Regions from separate parts of the Rattus norvegicus genome. Here region 1 is linked to region 2. Evidence: chromatin contacts called from public Hi-C data. All regions are on one chromosome and are shown on one strand. Each heading gives the region's core, a stretch centred on a gene start, on an enhancer-like site or on the middle of the called end of the contact. The rest is flanking DNA. Distances are from core to core; before and after follow the strand shown. Region 1 overlaps Cdkl5 (cyclin-dependent kinase-like 5). Region 2 holds the start of Cdkl5 (cyclin-dependent kinase-like 5).

The links. Hi-C and Micro-C count contacts between places; a contact is called where the count stands out from the background.
Region 1: a contact with region 2 is called in a Hi-C map of the A7r5 cell line, with 2.3 times the contacts expected there. The contact joins the enhancer-like site here to the promoter of Cdkl5 in region 2. A contact is called at or near these places in 4 of 12 Hi-C or Micro-C datasets (the A7r5 cell line, kidney and liver).

Annotation. Positions count from the first base shown.
Region 1 is chrX:37,599,529-37,604,380 of GRCr8, reverse strand. All of the region lies in intron 1 of Cdkl5 (cyclin-dependent kinase-like 5), which reads right to left. Among named protein-coding and RNA genes, the nearest start is that of Cdkl5, 36 kb to the right of the region's middle. Within about 2 kb of position 1,425, at least 2 of the 93 cell types and tissues checked have an H3K27ac peak or open chromatin away from gene starts, as enhancers often do. A contact at or near this core is called in the A7r5 cell line, where this site is marked.
Region 2 is chrX:37,564,677-37,570,290 of GRCr8, reverse strand. It overlaps Cdkl5 (cyclin-dependent kinase-like 5), which reads right to left and starts at 3,913. Exons shown (of 18, transcript NM_001421533.1): 1 at 3,825-3,913.

The sequences.
Region 1 (4,852 bases), core at 176-2,675, 37 kb before region 2:
ATTGGAAGCTAGTCATGCTAATAAATAAACAGAAGAATTATTTTCATGCTTTGTTTAAAAGAAATAGTCCTATGATATGTTTGAAATTACTCCATATAGAGAAGAGAAGAAGAAACCACTGGGAAAGATGGCGCTGTTCTACAGAAGCATGTTTAAACTGTATGGGCAGCTGCGATTTCTGAACGTCTACTTCTAGTTCCCTCCCTGGAAGACAATAGAAAAGGTATGTTCAGGACAGGAAAGAAAATAATTTCCTCACTGTATAAATTCAAAACTCAAGAAAGGCACACGCAACTAATGAAAATGATCCACTAAGACACTGCTGCGAAAACAAAACCCGCTTACTCCACAGAGAATCCTTTAATTTACTATAGCATCGACTTAATTTATATTGCTTGTAAAGGAAATTTCTAAACGTCAGCACAGTCTGAAGAGCATCCAGAACATTCTGAATTAATTAATTTAAGGTCATATTTTGTACTTAAATGGGTCTCACATCCCATTCATCTGCTGATTATAATTACAGCCATCACTATTTTTCTTCAAACTTGAAATCTGCAAATTGAATTCAAATACATCACTTTCTAAAATTAGGATAAGATTTTCCTCTAAACTTGTTATTAAAATATTGTAATCTAGGGGAATGAAATTACTTAATCAGCTAGTTTGGTCAAAGATAAACTTTTTTTTTAAAACTGAGCTCATCTGAGTAACATTTATGATTTCTAGAAGTCATGATGATTCACACATACCACTGACAGTCCTCGAACCCCTATCATGTGACAGAAGCTGGGAAAGACAAAAAAATGCAAGGGGAAAAATATTATTGTCCTTCTACAAACTATGGTTAGTTTTGGCTTACTTACTCTTATAACCACCAATTAGCCAATGAAACCCTTACTCATCAAAAGTGCCATATGACCCAAAAATAAAACTGTCACATAAGCTCCATTTTAGTGCACTAGTAGCTCATCAGCCTCTCGAGTTGTGCTGCCTACCTCCATTAAGTTTTTGCTAAAAGGCCACAATCATGATGACCAGGAGTTCTTCCCATGGAGGTAACCCTGCAGCAATAAACTCTTAAGTTTCTATCTAGTTCTTGAGGCTGCCTAACAGCCACTGAATTTTTCATTACCTTGACCTTTTTAGATAGGGTCTCCCTCTATAACCTCTGGCTGGCCTGTAACTTACTGTATAGCCCAAGCTTGTGTGGAACTCATAGCAATCCCCCTACTTCAGCCTTCCAACTATAGGTTTACAGTTATGGGATACCATAGCACGCTCCATTTCTTGACTTTGGCAGGCCACCATGGCCCATAGACTTCTTTTGCTCACTTTTGTCATGAATATGACGCTGCCAGAAGACAACCTAGAGCAACACTTGATCCTTCGGCTATAACTAAACAAATTACTAGCCAACTTGGAATTCTCCTCGGCAAACAGTCCCTGACATTGCCCACACCGACACACATACTCTACTTCTCTCCCCATGCAGTTTCTAGACTTCCTGAAATTCCATTCTCCATTGGTACCATGCAGTATCACAAGAGCAAGGCAATGTCTCCTGCAAATGTGGAAACCTCACTGGGCTACCTCCTGTGGGAGACTATTAAGAATAATGACTAAGAATTCACCAGGGATGCTCTGTGGCTTCAATACCAACTCCATTACTTGGGGGAAGTCTTGTAACTACTAGTAAGCCATTATCTATAACTCCTTTACCTTCTCAGTGCTCTCAAAATGAAATTTCAAGCATTTAAAATATTTTAAGTGATTTGTTTAAACAACCTTTAGAAATATTCGTGGCATTATTATTAACATTGTGGCATTATGAGTTTAACTGAGTCTCATGGCCATTGAGGACCCAAAAGATTTGGGATTATAATAAAAAATAATTCAGAAATGAAAATAGGATGTGGTTTTTTATTCAGAAAGAATTTGAGTTTTTAATAATGTTTGCTATAAAATCCAGATAAGCAAAAGGCTGTGCAGAGAATAAAGAAAAAGCGACATAGCTGAGTATGGTGGCAGGGGCCTATAATTCCAGTACTCAGGAGGCTGAATTCTGCAAAAGGATCACATGTTCAATGCCAGCCTGGGCCATATAGCAAGTTCCAGGCCAGTATTAGTTATATAGGCATAGCCAACACCTTAATTCAAAAACAAAACAAAATCAATACAAGTGATCTTGAGAAATGACAGTGTTCTGTGGTTGTTCAGCTCACCATGGGACTACTAAGCAGGACCCAGGGAGGTTTAGCCCAAGTTGGCACTGGCTTCCCTGGAAGTCTATACCATTCCCTGAAACTTAAATCTGTTAAAATATCTCAAGAGTCCTAGGAAATTGGCAGTCATAGCATGATGCCTTTTGGGGGTGGGATTAGCATAATATTGCTGACATTTTTCTTATCTTAACTTATTTAATTTCTGCTTTGCAAAGGAAAAGGATATGAAGTGGGTATATTTTTATTATAAGAAAGACATTTTCCTTCCTCTATAATAATACCTGGAAGGAAAATAAAAGATATAAACTTCGGAGAAATAAACTATCATTACTGACAAATTATACAGATAAAAAAATTTAAAAACTAGCTTACAAATTAGGGGAAAATGAACATTATCAACATAGGGGACATATAAGTTAGTATTAATTTCTATATGACAGTGATAACATTAAACCATAGAATTGTAAAAAGACAAAGTGATACACATTTGCAATCTAAGAATTTGGGCAGGGTAGGCAAGGTAATTAGAAGTTCAAAATCATTCTTAGTCACACAAAAAGTTTACAGCCAGCCTTAGCTAACTGTGAAAAAGACTAAAATTCATCATATACACATAAAACTGTCAAAGAAAAAAATCAATTTTTTTAAAAGATCAAGCATACCATTTTTGGTGGCACCTGCCTGTAATGTAACCTAAACTATAAGGACAATTATGAGCTTGAGGCTAGACTGGGCTGCATATAAATACCAGACCAGCCAAAAATACACAGTAAGGCTCTGTCTTAAATAAAATTTGGGGGCAGAAATGGCTCAGCCATCTTGCCATCAAGCCAAAAAACATGAAGGAAAGGTGGAAGGCAAGGACTCCTGCAAGTTGCCCTTTGACCACAGGTGTACCATCACACATATACACTAAACAAGGAGCTAGAGAGATGACTCGTGATTAAGAATATTGGCTGTTCTTCCAGAGGTTCAATTCCCAGACCCACAGGGTCCCTTACAACTTTCTGTAACTGAAGTCCAAGTGGCTCTGACTCTTTGTTCTGGCAGCTCTGGAGATGAAGCACACAGTGGTACACAGACTTACATGCAAGTAAAACGCCCATACATTTCAATCTAAATAAAATTTAAAATTAAGTAAGTTAAGGTCAATAAAATGAAAACAATACTTTTCAAAATTAAAGGGGCCTTAAAAATAAAAGGATTCTTCATAGTAAAGCTTACCATTTCTTTTCTTGGATTTCTTTTAATTTACATTTCAAATGTTATCCTCTTTCCCAGTTTCCCCTCTGGAAACTCCCATCCCAGCCCCCTCCCTCTGCCTCCATGAGGGTGCTCCCCCACCAATCTACCCACTCCCTCCCGCATCCCCACCCTGGCATTCCCCTACACTGGGGAAAAGAGCCTTCACAGGACCAAGGGCCTCTCCTCCCATTGATGTCAGACAATGCCATCCTCTGCTACAATGCAGCTGGAGCCATGGTTCCCTCCATGTGTACTCTTTGGTCGGTGATTTAGTCCCTGGGAGCTCTGGGGGCTCTGACTGGTTGATATTGTTGTTCTTCCTATGGGGTTGAGGCTCTGCCAGAGCCTGACAAATACAGAGGCAGATGCTTGCAGGCAACCATTGGATAGAGAACAGGATCCCCAATCGAGGAGTTTGAGAAAGACTGAAGAAGCTTACCATTTTTAAGATGTCATAAGTAGACCTACAGACCCAATTCAATCCCAATCAATAGTAACAATTTGTTATAAAGATTTACAGGTTAACCTGAAAATGTGTACAGGAAGCAGACTGTCCTGGCAAACAAGACACCCTTGTAGAAGAACAAAAAGACTTTTATTTCTAGATTATCAAGATGTATTATGAAGCTCAGTCTTGGAGATAAGCAGATGAGAGAACAGAAAGGAAAGGCCAGAAATAGATCACATATGAAATGGATGCTGGCACTGCAGAGCAGATCTTTCCAATAAAAGACACTAGCATTTGGATGTCCATAAGGGAAAGCGAAATTAAATGACCTCCAATTTGTACAAAGCATTAATATTAATTTTCTGAATGTAGATGAAAAAGCGGTTCTTAAAGATAATACAGAAGAATAGCTCATTGTAATACCATGAGCAACAAGCACAAAAGACAGATAAGCTGAATGACATTAATTATGAACATTCGTTTATAAAGAGTGAATAGGTAAGCCACCAAAAAAGCAGGCATTATGGATGATGATATTTTAAAAGGACCTCCATATGGTGATGGTGGTAATAAAAAGACCAACTGTTATGCAATAATCATATTGATTTTAAATTCTCTCTATAAAATGTACTCATGCTACTTGAATCTACTATGATCTCAGCCATCAACAGTCACTCAAAATCACATCCACTGATTTGGGAAGTCTGCCATTGCTTATGTCTCAGGTGAGTAAAGTGACATTAGTGTTGGCTTTGTGATGATTCATTTACGTCTCATATAGTTTGATGTTTTCCACTCCTCATATATCAATCTAAAGGAGTTTAAAAAGTCAACAAATGATTTATAAAATAAGAGACAGACTGAATAGTCTTAATATGTTAGCACCTAACAAGCACTTGGGAGGCCGAGGCAGGAAAATTGTTTTAAAAAAGGG
Region 2 (5,614 bases), core at 2,664-5,163:
CTCCGAAAAAAAGAACCAAAAAAAAAAAAAAAAGGCTTAATTCAAAGCATTGACAACAAATTTCCAAGAGCCTGGTCCTTCTAATCCTATATATAATTTTCTGTTGATTCCCAAATCTGGAAGGTAGAAAGTCCTCTGTCTCAGTTTTCATATCCACTGATGGAACTGCTTCCCGAATCCCTATCTCCATTTGAAGGCATGAATAAACTCAAATGAGAAATGACACCTGACCTTTGAATAACTCACTAATGTATACACTGCCCCATATAAAGAAAATTTTCTAAAAATATATCAAAATAGTAAATCTAGAGCAAACATAGTAGCTCATTCTGCTAATCCCAGCACTTGGGAAGCTGAGGCTGGAGGATTGCCACAAGTTCCAAGTTACCTTGGGATACATTGTTAGTTCCGAGAAAGCCTAAATTAAAATGAGACCCTATTTCAAAAACAAACAAATAAACAAAAACAAAAATAAAAATCCAAATACTAAAATTGTAAAATATCCAACAAAATGAAAAAAAAAAAAACCAAAAAGGAAAGATTTTAAGATGGAAAGCATCATGGATCCTTGTACCGAGAGCTTAAATGCAGACTACCATCCCACTCTCCTCTGGTGCAAGTGAGTCAATTCAAGGCCCGTGTAACTCTGCCTCTGAGTTACAGCTCCAGTTCTAAGTGCTATAACCTTGCGTTATTTTCTTAAGTTGAAATATGTGGCCCACCTGATCCAATTATCAGATGGTGAACAACCTTTGACATTTTATCTTCTCCTATGTCAAGGAATTTGATGTCAAAAATAAAACTTTAAAACCTAAAATTATGTGATTCTGAGTAAACGGTCCTTTCTAATCAGAAAACAACTAACTATTTCAAATCTTGCTGGCTTTGTACTGAAGGGTTATATAAAAGAGCTCCCTCCTGTTTCGGATCTATGCAAGTGGATTGCATTGTTCATTTTAAACAAGTCATGTCACTATTTGACATCAGTCTGTTATACTAGAGTATCAGACTCTCACACTAACTGCCAAAAATAAAACTTCATATTAGCACACCTTCAAAGAGCCAAACGTTGAAATCCTATTAAAATAAAGGAGATAGTCACCAATACTGTCAAAATGGAAGAAGAAAAAGAGAGAGAAGTGTTAACATAAGAAAATATTCCCCTGCTCAATTCTTTACACATTTCCCACACGCTTCTTTCTCAGCTATAGCTCAATGTTCTATTATAAAGTAAACTGGAATGTAAATCATCCCGAAAAGCTAACTTCCTGCAAGAGGAGCTGCTGTCATTTTCAACAATGCAACTATGGCTGGGAATCTCCCATAGCTTCCTAGCCACTGTGGAGAAACAGGTTGGGGGAAGATGCATACTTAGAGGAATTTCTCCACCTCTCTATTGAAGGTTTGTACTGTAAGAACACTACACCTTCAAAACAGAAAATGCCATAGAAAGTCCGGTTCTTCTCAAATGTAGACTCTGGAGCAGAATAAATTTAATTCGAAATCTCACCATCAGGCAACCTTCTATTACTCATTTATGAGGTGGCCCCGCAATTTCTCTCAATGGAAACCTTTCCAAAAAAAAAAAAAAAAACCCTCAGGGAGCATACATGTCTCATTTAAGTAACTTCAAGAATATACCATGGTAGATTTAGTTAGGACCCTGACATAAACAACAAAATCAAAGCCCTGACTGGGGGTGCTTAAGAAGTCAATAAGTCATTAATATAAGATTAAGCAAGCGTTGATAAAAGTAATGCGCTCTGGGGAAGAAATTTTATTTCTGAATATTTTTCTAATATACCAAGTTCTTTTTATTATAAAAAGGAACAGGCTTAGGAGCGCTGATAAATCCACACAATGAGGACAATACGCTGTTTCTATTTCTACCTAACAAATGAACCACTGCACCATGTTTAAAAGGCAAGCCAATTCAAAGGAATTTGATGCCCTTTCCAAAAGAGAAGCCCTCTTCCCAAGTACTCAGAAATGGCGGCGGATTATTAAACACTCTTGGAATGGTTAACTTTATTTAGCATGCCTCTTTTGGAGTTCTATTCTTTAATGCAGCCAAATGGTATTTTTCTCCCTAATTAGGTTCCCCTGTACTTGTACAAAGCCCAGCACAACACAGTGTTGGTGGCTTTAGTTTTACAGCTTCTCTCTTCTGGCTCCTTCTCCCCTCACCTACCCTCCTAACCCACCCCATCCCACCACCCAAAAAAGATTTCCTTTCCAAATGTTCTCCTCTCTGCATTTGTCAACAGAAACACCCACTGGTGGTGTCAAACTGGTAATACTGCTGCAGGCTTCCTTACTCCCATTCCAGCATCAACGCCAAAAATGCTCCAACCTAAAATAGTACTTTTAATAAGGAAAAGGCTTGCTAGGTACTTAAATTCCATATTCTCGGAAAGATGAAGGTCTTTTATGTTTTTATTATTAATGAATCCTAGTTGGGTTGTTAAATGTAAGATTATACTCCCCCTTTCAGCATCAGATATACAGGGATAAGAAAACACACCCTTTTTGCATTTTATGAAGATATTTTCATACACTTAAAGGAATTAAAAAACGAATTTGCATCTAAATGTTATGCAGTCTGTAATTCCAAAGTGTCTCAGTAAAAATGTCTTTTTTGTAACCCTACAGCAAGAAACAAACAAGCTGGAAGTGTTCCAGCAGATGTTACCTAAAACCCTAATCCTATATTCTATACATATTTATGCCTCCTTTTTTCAGTCAAATGCTCTCAGACAAATTAATTTGTGTAATCTTTTATACTGCCTACATAACCATTACGTTCAAACAAGCCTAAATCAGATGCGCGGAAAGAAATTATTCTGTATCAATACTTTCTAAAATCAGCTTAAATTTCAGCCAATTAAAAATAATTGTGTTAACAGAATACTGATCTGCAACTATTTAAATATCACGGCATCCTTCTAGTCTGTCTGTAGATACTAAGGTCAGGCTTTTCTTATCCAGGCATCTGTGCCATGCCTAACTCAAGTGAAGCGAAAAAACAAAACCCCCAAGAAAGATCTGCTTTTACACTGAAATATGCCCAGGTTATTTTTTACCCCAACGTGGGCACAAAAAAAAAAAAAAAAATCGTGTCAGTGCGAAAAGGACCTGTTCGTTCTGGCAGATGGTTCCAAACCCCAGGATTCAATTTCTATGAAGGTCCAAAGGGTAAGAAGGTCTGAGAAGAGGTCGATTTCTGCTTCTCTGCCAGCATGCCAGCCGTGAACTTCACAGTAACGCCTGAAACTTGTCCTGTGGAAGGTGGCAGAAACCTGCCGGGCTGCAGGCGGGGCGCTCGCCCACCCTCGGGGCAGCCAAGGTCAGAAGGACCGGGACTGCGAGTCAAAGCTGCCTGCGGGTCCCGGGCTCTCTGGGAACTTGGGCGGGGGCTTCGGGGCCCCTCCTTGGCGCTAGCAGAAAAGGGCTTCCCTCGCCACAAGCCCGGAGAGCCCTGGCCACGGGGGCGGCGGGGTGGGGACACCGCAGACCTGCAGCGAGGGGGAGCCCCGCGGGGTCCGACCGCGACCTACCGTAAGTCTAGCACAACCCCCTCTGTCTTTTGGTACCAAAAATTCCAGCCCCAGCCCTTCCGGGAAGACCCTAGAGACTCGTGGTGGATCGCCGAGGGAGACTCCAGCTTGGGACGCCCTCAACGCGTCTCCCCGTTGTGCAGGGACCGGCGCTGCTACCCCTTCTGTCACCCTCCTAAGTGGACCGACTGTGTTCCCTCTTTAAAGGCAAGCTAGTGGACACACGGCCAACACGAGACGGCCTGAGGGGCGGACGCAACTACTCACCCTACTGAGTCCCCCACCTCTACCGGGGAAGCCTCCACTCCGGCGGCCGCCGTCACCGCTTTACCTTCTCCCTAGCGGTAGCGACAAGTAATCGAAACCTCCGGCCCCGCCCTCTCGCCGGAGCAAACGCGCAGCCTAATTTGATGATTGCACCGCCCCCGTCTGCCCATTTGACCCAATCGGCAAGCTCCTCTCATTCCGCTAGGTCCCGCCTTATCCCCGCCTACCAAGAGGCGCCAATAAAGAAAAAGCGCTCGTGCTCGAGCTCGTGCTCGCGCGCCCCGCCCACGCCGCTCGTTCTCGAGTCCCCAAAAAATCCTAGAACCAGGATTTCTTGTACTAGCTCCCTACTAAGCGGACGCGCTTATGCGCGCTCGCGATGCTCCTCCTGGAGCACCAGGTTTGGTTGCCCTGCCAGGCCCTAGCAACCTGGACTGCTAGGCTGGGAGGGGCGGGGCTCAAACTGCGAGCTTACGTGGGGAGGGGGAAGTGAGGGAGGAGTAGGATAAGGGGAGGGAGAGATCGTGACTGAGAGAGGGGTGGATGCGGGGGTTGAAGGGGGTGAGGAGGCCCGGGAATCCACCTGTCACTGCGGTAGAAAAAAAAAAGGGGGAATCCTGCCTGCAGCGCAGCTATCCTAGCCTCCCTCTCTGGGGACCAGTGCGCGGAGTGGGTGGAGGGCGGGGAGCACATTTCGGGCGGGAGTCCGGGCGCTGCTTGAAAATAAAGGACGAAGGATGGCTTATCTCGGTCGTAGGTTTAAAAAAATGATAACGAAGTCCATTGCTGCTGCCTAACTGTTGCAGCTGTGCGTGCACGCGCGCGCAAACACATTCATATGCACGTTCATCTCGCAGCCTGCGATTCCCTGGGGTGACTTAAGAGCAAAGAACTGTCAGCCCGAGGATTCCTTACACAGCAGCTGGACGCGTGCAAACCGCGGCAGCCTCGGCTGCAGCAGCAAACCACAACTCTACTCCTGTCCGATGCTGCTCTGTCTTACGCGATTCCCCAGCTGGTAAAAGAAAAAAAAGGAATGAAGTCATCGCCGCACCAGTAGAAATATAAAGATCTTAAGACCCACCGTGAATCAGGTTTCTAGTGAGGATGACTAGTGGATAAGAGAGCAATAGTTCCACTGCACTTTTTTTTTTAACTAAGAAAAGAATAATTTTTTATGAAAGACCTTGCAGACAAATCTATGAAAAAGAGCATGATTTCCACCTTTTAAAAAAGCAGAGAGGAAGAAAAGGTTCTTCTGGGTTTTCGGAAGGAACAGAAAATAAGTAGTGTATAGAGGTCGAAGATGCCACCAACCCCAAAATGATTTTTTTTTTTTTTGCAATAGAAAATAGATACGGTGGATAAAATCCATTTACTCTACTCCTGCTTCAATCTGGTAGCTATACAATAGGTTCGTCTACTTGATACCAAGCCAATAAGATTATTCTTTTTTATAACATGGTGACTATTTCATAAGCAATTGAAGGCACCCACTTTCTCAGGAAGCGTATTTGAGAATTTTCCAGGTAGGAGCAGGGAATTAACAGTGAAGGAAAATGGAGTCAGGCTTTGCAGAGGCTCCTGCCTCCTCCAGTTGCAAAATCACAGTGCTGTGACCTCATGCTTCACCCACGTGGAGCCAGAATTCCTGGGATAATCGCTGCATTATCACCCTGTCAGTGCCTTTGTACTAGCAATTTCAGCAGCATTGCCTTGGAGTCAAAGGAAGGATGGTTTCTCTGAACAGACTGAGAAGAAGGTAAGAAAAAAACAGCGACAGAATGACC